Regions from separate parts of the Sus scrofa genome. Here all the other regions are linked to region 1. The links are chromatin contacts, called in public Hi-C and HiChIP or PLAC-seq maps. All regions are on one chromosome and are shown on one strand. The core of a region is the stretch at or near the end of the contact, and the rest is flanking DNA. Distances in the headings are between cores, read along the strand shown. Region 1 holds the start of FERMT3 (fermitin family homolog 3). Region 2 holds the start of CATSPERZ (testis-expressed protein 40). Region 3 holds the start of CCDC88B (coiled-coil domain-containing protein 88B).

Evidence for each region. Hi-C and Micro-C count contacts between places; a contact is called where the count stands out from the background. HiChIP or PLAC-seq counts read pairs in DNA pulled down with a chosen protein or histone mark.
Region 2: a contact with region 1 is called in a Hi-C map of mesenteric adipose tissue, with 2.5 times the contacts expected there. The contact joins the promoter of CATSPERZ here to the promoter of FERMT3 in region 1. A contact is called at or near these places in 4 of 5 promoter capture datasets (fetal skeletal muscle, liver and skeletal muscle), 20 of 47 Hi-C or Micro-C datasets (alveolar macrophages, blood, brain and 12 more) and 2 of 2 datasets of contacts at active chromatin or transcription factors (alveolar macrophages and skeletal muscle).
Region 3: an H3K27ac HiChIP or PLAC-seq map of alveolar macrophages shows a contact between it and region 1. The contact joins the promoter of CCDC88B here to the promoter of FERMT3 in region 1. A contact is called at or near these places in 4 of 5 promoter capture datasets (fetal liver, fetal skeletal muscle and liver), 11 of 47 Hi-C or Micro-C datasets (alveolar macrophages, blood, embryonic fibroblasts and 7 more) and 1 of 2 datasets of contacts at active chromatin or transcription factors (alveolar macrophages).

The regions. Positions count from the first base shown.
Region 1 is chr2:7,908,310-7,911,684 of Sscrofa11.1, reverse strand. It overlaps FERMT3 (fermitin family homolog 3), which reads left to right and starts at 1,793. Exons shown (of 15, transcript XM_003122594.4): 1 at 1,793-2,196; 2 at 2,713-2,885. The coding sequence starts at 2,726. STIP1 (stress-induced-phosphoprotein 1) reads left to right here. Exons shown (of 15, transcript XM_003353794.4): 15 at 1-242.
Region 2 is chr2:7,815,368-7,818,858 of Sscrofa11.1, reverse strand. CATSPERZ (testis-expressed protein 40) reads left to right here and starts at 1,532. Exons shown (of 4, transcript XM_021082876.1): 1 at 1,532-2,844. The coding sequence starts at 2,232. It overlaps KCNK4 (potassium channel subfamily K member 4), which reads left to right. Exons shown (of 8, transcript XM_013994155.2): 7 at 277-416; 8 at 1,095-1,797. The coding sequence ends at 1,517.
Region 3 is chr2:7,782,679-7,786,177 of Sscrofa11.1, reverse strand. CCDC88B (coiled-coil domain-containing protein 88B) reads left to right here and starts at 1,553. Exons shown (of 31, transcript XM_021082875.1): 1 at 1,553-2,388; 2 at 2,671-2,813; 3 at 2,975-2,988; 4 at 2,991-3,085; 5 at 3,199-3,268; 6 at 3,345-3,403; 7 at 3,489-3,499. The coding sequence starts at 1,963. LOC110259241 (a long non-coding RNA gene) reads right to left here and starts at 2,217. Exons shown (of 3, transcript XR_002341448.1): 1 at 2,039-2,217.

The DNA of each region.
Region 1 (3,375 bases), core at 544-3,043:
CTCTGGGCCCTCCCGGCACACGCATGGTCTCTTCTGCTGCCCTCGAGTTCCATGTCTCCTTCCCCTGCCCCCAGTCGCTGTCTCAGCTGCTCTCCCATAGTTGGTTATTTTTTATTTGGGACAGTGGGCTTGTATGGGGAGGGGAGGGTGTGCTTCCCAACCTCAGGTCCCAGCTGTTCTCACATTGTTAACTCCACGTCCTCTTCTCCAATAAAACAAGCCAGTCAGGCGTGGTTATACAAGGCTGTGTCCCTAATTTTTATGCCAAAAGATTTTGCTGTCCTGCGGGGTCACAGCCTGGGTTGGCAGAAGTGTGAGTGCAGATTGGCTCCTGAGAACCAGAGCCTGTCTGTCTGTCCTCAAGGGGTGGGGTCTGTGTGAGCTTGACCTGGTTCCACAGCCTAGTGAGGTGGCCGCTAGGTGGTGCTGTTGCTCAGTGAACCATTGGAGGGAAATCGGAGGCTCCAGCCCAGAGAGGCCCAGCTCCTGAGGTTCAGATGAACTTCCAGTTCTCCACATTCTAATCTCAAATCCACAAACCAGTTAGACCCAAAGGATGCTGGATCTCACCCGTGAAACAAAACCAATTTCCATTGCAAGAGATGCTTCAGACCTCCCTTTTGGAGAGCTGAAGTCTGTCAGCTGCTGCTTGTTAAGTTTTACTTCTTAACTCCCTGCCCTGGACTGAGCCTGAGCACTTTATCATGGTTGCAACAAACTTTCTAAAACCTTGGCCTGGGGTTTCTTCTGGGGCTGGAATAAAACTTCCTCATTTGCTCCATGAGTGCAGCTTGTTGGTTAGGAAGCAGCTGAGGCCAGCAGCTGGCTGCACTTCCTGCAGCCTTGACTTTGCATAAACTGGCCCCTTGGGAATCCCCAGCAGGCCGCCTCACTCATTTGGGTGGCATAGTTCAAAAGCCACCTCCACAGGGATTCCTCTACCTTTGTTGCTACTGTCTCTTCAGGCTCTGTTCCATCCCCAAACTGATCATCTAGAAAGTTGGATTTCTGCTTGGGGAGTTCCCATTGTGGCACAGCGAAAACGAATCTGACTAGGAACCATGAGGTTGTGGGTTTGATCCCTGGCCTTGCTCAGTGGGTTAAGGATCCGGTCTTGCCATGAGCTGTGGTGTAGGTCGCAGACTCGTCCCGGATCTGGCATTGCTGTGGCCATGGCATAGGCTGGCAGTTGTAGCTCCAATTCAACCCCTAGCCTGGGAACCTCCATGTGCTGAGGTTGAGGCCCTAAAAGGACAAAAAACAAAGAATTTCTGCTTGGGAGCTGCTGGTGAATATAAGGCCTTGCTCCCAAAGCTCAGGTACCCGTGTGGGTGATAGGCAGGAAGATGATGGGCTGCCAGGAGTCTCCAAGTCCCGTGTGTGTATGGACTTAACAGGAGTGAGCCTCGTGGGCCCTGGCCTAGGGAAGCACGAGCAGGTGGTGCCACAGTGGCGGAAACAAGTCTGGAGCCTTAAGACCTGAAGGTGCGGGGCAGGCAGGTTGGGAGACATCAGGGCTAATTTCTGTTCAGCCACTCCCGTGGGCAGCTCTCTGGCTGACAGGTTTGGAGGTAGAAGTCCCTGCTTGGGCAGAAAAGACAAAGCGGGTATTTCCCTCGGGGTTGGGGGGCTTTCACGGATCTGCTTTGTGGTGATAAAGGGCCTCCTAGGCTTGAGCTGACTTGACCTGCCAAGTTCCCAAGCAACCCGGATCCCACCCACAGCTCCCCCTCTTGGCAGCAGAGTGATGCGTACAGCCCAGAGACCCCCCCACCTCATGACAGGTTGGAGATGAGAGATGGCTTTCTCTAGGGGAACATGATTTGGTAACTTCTCTGATTTGAATTGAGCTTTCCTCCAAAGGAAGGGACTCTTGGCGTGGTCTTGGGTCCCCAAGCCCCACTTGCTTCCTGTGCTCACTGGGAGCAAAGGCAGGGCCCCAGTGGAACCCTCACCGCCACCGCCACCTCCACCTCCCTACTGGCAGTTGCTTCCTGCACCCAGCTCCAGCCCGCCCTGGGGAGGGGCTGAGCCCGCCCTGTTCATGATAAGACGCAAGGGCTGCCCTCTGAAGAAAGCTCCAGAGAGAAAGCGGAGGGGAAAGAAGCGAGCAGTGGCCTGCAGGTGTGCGGGCTGAGGCCAGGAGTGGCTCACACCCTGACCCCCCACCAGCAACCCCACCCCCTTGCAGACAAGGTAAGTGGGTGGGAGGCCGGAGGCCCAAAGACCCTTGTCTTCCCCGGCCTCCCGGTGCCCCTCTGCCCAGCGTGCCTCTCTCCATGTGGCAGCCTGGACTTCCCACTGCCCTAGAGAGGCTCCGGCTGGTTTGGGGTGATGGAGCTGAGCTTTGGGCCTGATCCGGACTATTTTCTGACCTGGGTTTACAACCATTTCCAGGGTGGGCAGCTGCCAGTGTGGGCTTGGGGCCGGGCTACGGGCATGGAGCTGAGTCATCTTGAGGGAGCCCCTTCCTCTCTTACCCGCCCTCATCTTCCGTCTGGTACGAAGGGAGAGGGCTGGGTGACGTGGTCGCCGAGGGTCCCTCCAGCTCAACCATCTCCGCTCTGCCTGGAACGACTCGGCCCGTGTCTTGCTGCCGTTGGGGCGTTCTGGCCCGAGGGCTCACTCTCTCCCTCCCGCTTGCCCCGGGGAACCACGGGCGACCTGCCAGGCCCCGGTTGCCCACCCAGCGTCCTGCCCACCCTCCCGCAGAGCCACCGCAGCCATGGCGGGCATGCAGACAGCCACGGGGGACTACATCGACTCGTCCTGGGAGCTGCGGGTGTTCGTCGGAGAAGAGGACCCCGAGGCCGAGTCGGTCACCCTCCGGGTCACAGGGGAGTCGCACATCGGTGGGGTGCTCCTGAAGATTGTGGAGGAGATCAGTGAGTGCCCACGGGTCCCCTGGCACTTCCGGGCCGGCCCTGCTGCGCAGCTCTCGATAACAGAGTCGCAGTGACTCAGGCAGCAGCTTAATCATTTGGTTCCAAAAAAGATATTTCCCCAACTTAACTTCCGCTCCCTCCCGCTGTCTTTCCTTCCTCCCCTCCAACTGGCTTTGCTAAGACCCCAAGGGGCAGCCCCAGTCCCCCGTTCACCCACTTCTGGGCAGGAGAGGCCTGGCCTTGGGGGTCATTCTGGGGGTCTGAGGGGAGAGCAGAGGGGGCTCTTGGTGACAGGGACTCACTCCCACACCCTCTCCTCAGGCGGAAGCCCTCAGCAGGCTGGTGACAGGCCCAGCCTGGGTGGGAAGGCCCTGCCCCCACAGGAAGTTACAGCAGAGCGGCCTGTGGTATCAGCCTGGAAGGGAGCAGGCCTGGTGATGGGGGCTTCTCATCGCCTTTCTCTGCTGGGAGCGGGGGCGGCCCCTTCCTG
Region 2 (3,491 bases), core at 283-2,782, 93 kb after region 1:
TCACATTTGTGCATGGATGCAACACCTCATGCTCGCATGCCTGCTGACATATATATTAAATGCACCCCTCACACGGCTCTTCTCCTGCACACCATCAAGTCACGCCCATTCATCTTCTTGCATCCATTCACACGCTCTAGCACGTACCCATTGCTCTGGGGCGGGCAGATCAAGGCGTTGCGATGGGAAGAGGCGCGGTGAACCCGAGACTCACAGGCTCAAGACTTGCTGAGCTCACCATCAGCTTCTTTCTGCCCTCCCCGGTGGGGTCCCAAGGCGCCAGTCCCAACCAGAACTCTGCAGCCTACCAGCCTCTGGTGTGGTTCTGGATCCTACTCGGCCTGGCCTACTTCGCCTCAGTGCTCACCACCATCGGGAACTGGCTGCGAGTCGTGTCCCGCCGCACCCGGGCAGAGGTAGGCGCCCCCCGCCGCAGCGCTGCGCCTGCGCTTTGGTGCTGCCGTGCTGTACCCTAGCGGCAGGTTGACCAGCCTGCCTCCCTTCCAGATGGGGTCTCCCCCAAGGCAGGGACTGAGGGAGCCCCAGTGTGCACCTGCGGAGAACAAAGGGATAAACTCCAACAGGTTTGCAGGTGCTCCATCTCCACATTCCGGGATAAGGTTACCAGATTTAGCAAGTAAAGATGAAGGAAGCCCAGTTACATGTGCATTTCAGAGAAGTTGCAAATAATATTTGAGTATAAATATGTCCCAAGTACTGCATGGGACATACTTATCTAATACTGCATTTGTTGTTTATCTGAAATTCTCATGTAACTGGGTGACCTGTATTTTGGAACCCTGCTCCTTGCGTCTGGCCCCAGAGCGGCTGGAGGGGCAAAGATGGGTGAGGGGGGATGGAGGGAGAACTGAAATAAAACCGGGGTTTTTCTCCTGGAGAAGAGGACACTTCGGTGAAGATGGAGGAAGGGAGCATGTGGCTGGGTCATGAGCCTTTCCCTCCTCCTGAGGCAGGAGGACCGGGAGGAAAAAGAGGGGCAGCACCTGATCGGTGAAGGGTGAAGGAGCAGGCTACCGGGGTTGCGGAGACGGTCAAGAACCCCCAGCCAAGGACTGCCTTTCCTCCCCGCGCAGATGGGCGGCCTCACGGCGCAGGCCGCCAGCTGGACCGGCACGGTGACCGCGCGGGTGACCCAGCGAGTAGGTCCCCCGGCACCACCGCCGCAGGAGAAGGAGCGGCCACCCCTGCCTCCACCGCCGTGCCCAGCGCAGCCCGCCAGCAGGCCACTATCCCCTGTGGCCCCGGAGAAGACCGAGCCACCCTCGCCGCCCTCGCCGCCCTCGCCGCCCACGCCACCCACGCCGCCCACGGCCTCGGCGCTGGACTACCCCAGCGAGAATCTTGCCTTCATCGACGAGTCCTCGGACACGCAGAGCGAGCGCGGCTGCGCACTGCCCCGCGCGCCACGGGGTCGCCGCCGGCCCCTCAACGCCCCCAGGAAGCCCGCGCGGCCCCGGGGCCCCGGGCGCCCCCGGGACAAAGGCGTGTCCTCGTAGGGGCAGGACCCCGGCCCGGGCCTCTCAAAGGGCTTCGTTCTTGCCCTCTCCCCGGCATGCTCTGCTTGTTTGACCAAAGAGCCCTCTCTCGACCGGACTGAAACCTGGGGAGGAGGCTACGGGGTTGCTTGACTGCCGCCCCTTGCTCCTGGCCCTCTCCTCACTTCATCCATTTCCAGACCCCCCAAGGCTTTCTGTCTCGCTGTACCGGCTGGGCCTGTCCCTCACAACACCTCACAACTGTGCCTCAAAGCCTGCATCAATAAACGAAAACAGTCTGTACCGCTGCGGCAGTGGCGCTCCGAGGACGCGAGAGGGTGTGGGAGTGCTTGCGTCAGGCCACCTCCCTCGGGGCAAGTCAGGTCCCCCAGGACCCTCAGGCTGAGCCACCCCCACCCCCACCCACGTCGGTCAAGGTGCGGGGGCTCGAGGCTGTGCTTGGACCTGTGCTTTTGCCTGGAGGTTACCGGTAGGGTCTGGCATGAGAATCTGCCAAGATGGGCTTTGCGTCCATCCTCAGTACAGCTATTGGTATTGGGGGATGAGGGAAGGGGGACAATGACATCTAATGCGGAGGGCTGCAGGGTGAACTCTCCCAGAGCCAGGTCCCCGTCGCCATTCCAGACCGGGCCCTGCCCCTCCCCCCTTCCCGGAGCGTGAGCCCCTCCTCCACGCCCCGAGGCCAGTAGTGCCTGGGTCCGTTGGGGCAGAACCATGGAGGAAAAGCCTTTCAAAGTAAGAACTCTTCCTGGGCCGCCCCACCCTGTCAGCACCCAGACCCATCCTAGGTCCAGCCTGGGCTCCTGGCTATGTTCTCACTCAGTCCCGGCTCAGGGCAGCTCCCAACAATCCCCCTCTTCCCCCGCGACAGAGTCTCGGCCCCGGTTGGGCTCGGGATCCCCGCCTCCAGCTTGCTCTTCCTCCCCTTCCCAATTCTCCTTGGCTTCCTCCGATGTATGTGGCCCACAGGCATCGGCCAAGTCTTCGGGCCGCCGTGGCTCAGGCGCGTCGAGCCCACAGGACATCCGGAATCTGTGGACCACCTCGACGCTGTCGCAGCCGAAGCTGAGTGTGCAACTGCCCACTGTCTGCGAGGACTCGGAACTGGAGGGCAACAGTCTAGGCAGCAAGGATGGCGGGTGGTACCATCAGAAGGCCGGCCACGACTCGGATGGAGGCTGGGAAGAATTGGATGACGGAGGGGACAAGGACGACTTCAAGCCAGAAGAGCCGGACGAGCACCCCTTGATGGAGCTGGAGATGCACCGCGGCAGCTCCCCGGGAAGCACTTTAGAGGACGGGGACGACGACTCCAGGATCGACTCCGGTCAGTGTGGTCTCACCGGGCTGTGGGCGCTCACAGGGCAGGGGGCTGGCCAGAACCTCAATTTCTATTGTTGGGAAATGGGGGGAAACTGTAGGACCAAGTTGCTAGGATTCCTTGAAAGGGGCGCCAACGCCTATCTTTCACACTGTAAATCAAGCAGACGTTCTAGGAACGCCCCCTACTGGGCAGGCGTCATACAAAGTCCTGGGGCCACAGAGACGAGCATGAAAATGAGCACAGGCAGCGTGGTAGGACCTGTGCTTTGAATGGAATCCCAGAGATGGTTGAGAGGAGGGAGTTAATACCTTTTCTGTGGACCTGCGCTGTTTGAGAAAGTGCTTGTCTTTCATTCATTCAGTCATTGGCTACAGTTTTAAAGTGTTTACTTCCTCCTTTGTGCTGGGCGCTGTTTGGGCCGAGCCTCCCCCTTCTCCCTACCGCCTCTGCTCTCCAGCCTTTCATCAGGGAATCGGAACAGATAACAAGATAACTGCCTTTGACTGAGCACTTACTGTTGTGCCAGACACTAGGCTTCCCTTGCATCATCACCTTTAAACTTCATTCTTATTATTCTATCATAAAATTGAAGACCTGGAGGGTCAGAAAGTCAGTCACTGGCCCTAAGTCTCACACAGTGGGGCAGTCAG
Region 3 (3,499 bases), core at 304-2,803, 130 kb after region 1:
TCGCATTTGGAATCAGACAGAGGTTCGCTGTCTGCTTGCCCTACCACCTCCTCCTGTGAGGCGTCAAGAGTTCAGGAGAGCAGCTGTCCTCCCCAACAATTCATAAGACAACCCTAAACCCACCAGCAGCCATGGGAGTCCGAAGCCCGCTTTGCAGGCCTGCAGAGCCCCCTGACTCTGGGTTTCTGCTTTGGGAGCATTGCTGACAAGTCTGCTTTCCGCCGCCCGCCCCCATCCCACCCCACTCCCTGCCACAGGGGGGCTCCCACCATTGGGTCTTGGGGTTAAGAGTGCTCTGCTCTTTCCTCTGGGCTCCTCTTCCAAGCTGCTGATGCCCTTTCTGAAGGGTTTGATGCTTTTGAAGTGTGGGCACGTGCAAGCAATGACAACAATGTCAGGACAGCTGCCAGCCAGCCAGCAATTCTGCCGTGCAACTTGACTTCAGAGATTTATCCATGTGAGAAATAAAGTGTCTGGGGAGGTCCCTGGTGGCTTAGTGGTTAAGGATCCAGCATCGTCACTGCTGTAGCTAGGGTTCGATCCCTGGCCTGGGAATTTCTGCATGCCATAGGCTGGGCCAAAAAAAAAAAAAAAAAAGAGGGAGTTCCCATCGTGGCGCAGTGGTTAACGAATCCGACTAGGAACCATGAGGTTGCGGGTTCGGTCCCTGCCCTTGCTCAGTGGGTTAACGATCCGGCGTTGCCGTGAGCTGTGGTGTAGGTTGCAGACGCGGCTCGGATCCCGCGTTGCTGTGGCTCTGGCATAGGCCGGTGGCTACAGCTCCGATTCAACCCCTAGCCTGGGAACCTCCATATGCCGAGGGAGCGGCCCAAGAAATAGCAACAACAACAACAACAAAAGACAAAAAGACAAAAAAAAAAAAAAAAAAAAGAATAATAATGAAAATAAAGTGGGAGTGAGTTTCTATTGTGGCTCAGTGGTAATGAGCCTGACTAGTATCCATGAGGACTTGGGTTTGATCCTTGGCCTAGATCAGTGGGTTAAGGATCTGGTATTACCATGAGCTGCGGTGTAGGTCGCAAATGTGGCTTGGGTCTGGCGTTGCTGTGGCTGTGGTGTAGGCCAGCAACTGTAGTTCCAATTTGACCCCTAGCCTGGGAACTTCCATATGCCGCAGGTGTGGCCCTCAACAAACAAACAAAAAACAAACAAACAACAAAAAAGTGGGAATCGATGAAACATGAATAATGTCTGGGCTTTACGCTGGCCGTGCTTCCAGCTGAGGCCTTGCACTATCTGTTGCAGCTGCTTGGATGTCCTTCTCTCTTCCCCGCTTTGCCCAGGTAACCCGGTCCTCCCAATCTCAGCTTCATGTCAGCCGCCCTCCCCCTGCCCTTCCTGATCATCCCCCTGCCGTCAAGCGCCCTCCCTGTCAATGCCTGTAGCACAGCTGCAGTGTTACATTGTGTGTGTGTGTGTGTGTGTGTGTGTGTGTGTGTGTGTGTGATTTGCATAGCTGCCTCCCCAGGGTACTGTGCACCCATGGGGGCAGGGACTATGTGGCTTTTTACCGCATCTCAGTACCCAGCACGGCGGCCCACACGGAGCCTCATAGTGAGCTGCGGGGTGTCCTCCTGGCCTCCTGGTTTGTCCATGAGGCATGTCTCTGGTCTCTGCATCAAACTGCTTCCCTCAGAGGCTGGATTCCAACCCGCTTTTTTTACAGACAGGAAAGAGAGACCTGTGAGGTCCCTAGCCCCCAGGCCAGATGTCCTGTCTCTGTCCAGTGTATAGAGAATAAGGGGGGGGTAGCCCCTCTGGTGAGGGCTCAGAGGGGGTCTGCTGCGGGGGGTGGCATCTCCCAGCTTCACGGGTTGGGAGGGTGTTTGGGATAAGTTTGAGGAGCAACAGAGGGAGAGGGGAGCCGGGCAGATCAGAAGAGGCAGGTGTGGGCACCTAGACGCACCATGTGAGGCCTGGAGCCCCTGCAAAGGCCCTGAAATGTACAAGGCCGAAGTGGCCCTCGCGGGTTTCAAGTTGGGCAAAGGAGGCCCAGGGAGGGGAAGGACTCACCTACCCTTGTCCATGGAGCCAGGAGAGCCGTGGGCCTTGCTCCTGGGGAGCCCTGACCCTACTGCTAATCCCTGGGCCAGCACTGTCGGAGATGCTGGGAGGATGTGGAGTGGTGGGGGCGGAGGCAGGGTGGCGAAGCAGGAGCCTGGGGGTGCACGGCCTGCCAGCACCCGGAAGGAGGAAGCTAGCTGCACAGGGTGTCTGTGGCTGGGGCCGGGATCCCCACCCGGGGACTTCCTCTTCCTCTCACGGCAGGTGCAGCTGCCACAACAGGACCAACACCCTGACCCCGTCATGGATGGGGGCAAGGGGCCCAGGATCAGAGACTTCCTCAGTGGGAGCCTGGCCACCTGGGTGAGGGGGCAGGGGGAGGGGGGCTGGGGAGGGGAAGTGAGCAGCTGGGAGGGGCTGGTGTGGGGGTGGGGAGGAGCGGGGCAGAGGGGGCCTGGAGGAGAGGGGTGGGCTCAACCGAGGATGGAGGGGCAGGGAAAGGGGTCCAGACCCCGGGCCACTGGCATTCAGGGAACTGGTGAGGAGGGGCTGCGTGGGCTCGGGGGCAGGTCAGAGGCTCTCGGGAGTCGCTCAGCTGGTGGAGGGCTCCCACCCAGGCCAGCTGACTCCTTTCTGTTCCCACAGGCGCTGGGACTGGCTGGGCTGGTGGGGGAGGCTGAGGAGCCAGAGGGGGAAGCAGAGGAGGAAGGAGATGGGCCCCTTTGTCCGGAGAAGAGGTTCTTGCGTCTCAGCGATGGGGCCCTGCTTCTCCGGGTGCTGGGCATCATGTAAGGGGCACAAGAGAATGACCCCGGCAGCTCCCTAGGGGTTTGAGGGAGGGGGCCTGGCATCCTGGTGGGAGGAGCCTGAGGGGCGGTGGGCAGAGCCTGGTTTAGGGGAGGCGGGTCCTGGATTTTCCCTCCCATCTATCACCTACCTGTGCCCACAGTGCCCCTAGCTCCCGAGGGGCCCTCGAATGACCAGAGGCCATGAGGGGCCCGTAGCCTGGCGGGTGTGGAACCTGAACCACCTGTGGAGCCGACTGAGGGACTTCTACCAGGTGAGGGATCTGGGGAGGCCGAGCCTGGGACCCCCCCCGCCCCCCCCCGCCCCCCCCCCCCCCCCCCCCGCTTCGGGAAGGCCCTTCCCACATCTCCTGCCCCTCCTCCGCAGGAGGAGCTGCAGCTGCTGATCCTGTCACCACCACCAGACCTCCAGACTTTGGGGTTGGACCCCTTCTCAGGTGCTCTCTCCCACCACCCCTTCCTGCTTGTACCCCTTCCCCTGCCCGTTAACCCCTTGTGGCTTGTGCCCTGCAGAGGAGGCGGTGGAGGAGCTAGAAGGCATCCTTAGGCTATTGCTGGGGGCGTCCGTGCAGGTGAGCGGGGGAGGGAAGGGTACGGTCCTGCTTTGGCCGCAGAGGTGGGACACTCCGGCTCAGCCTCGTCCCCTCTTCCCCGCAGTGTGAGCACCG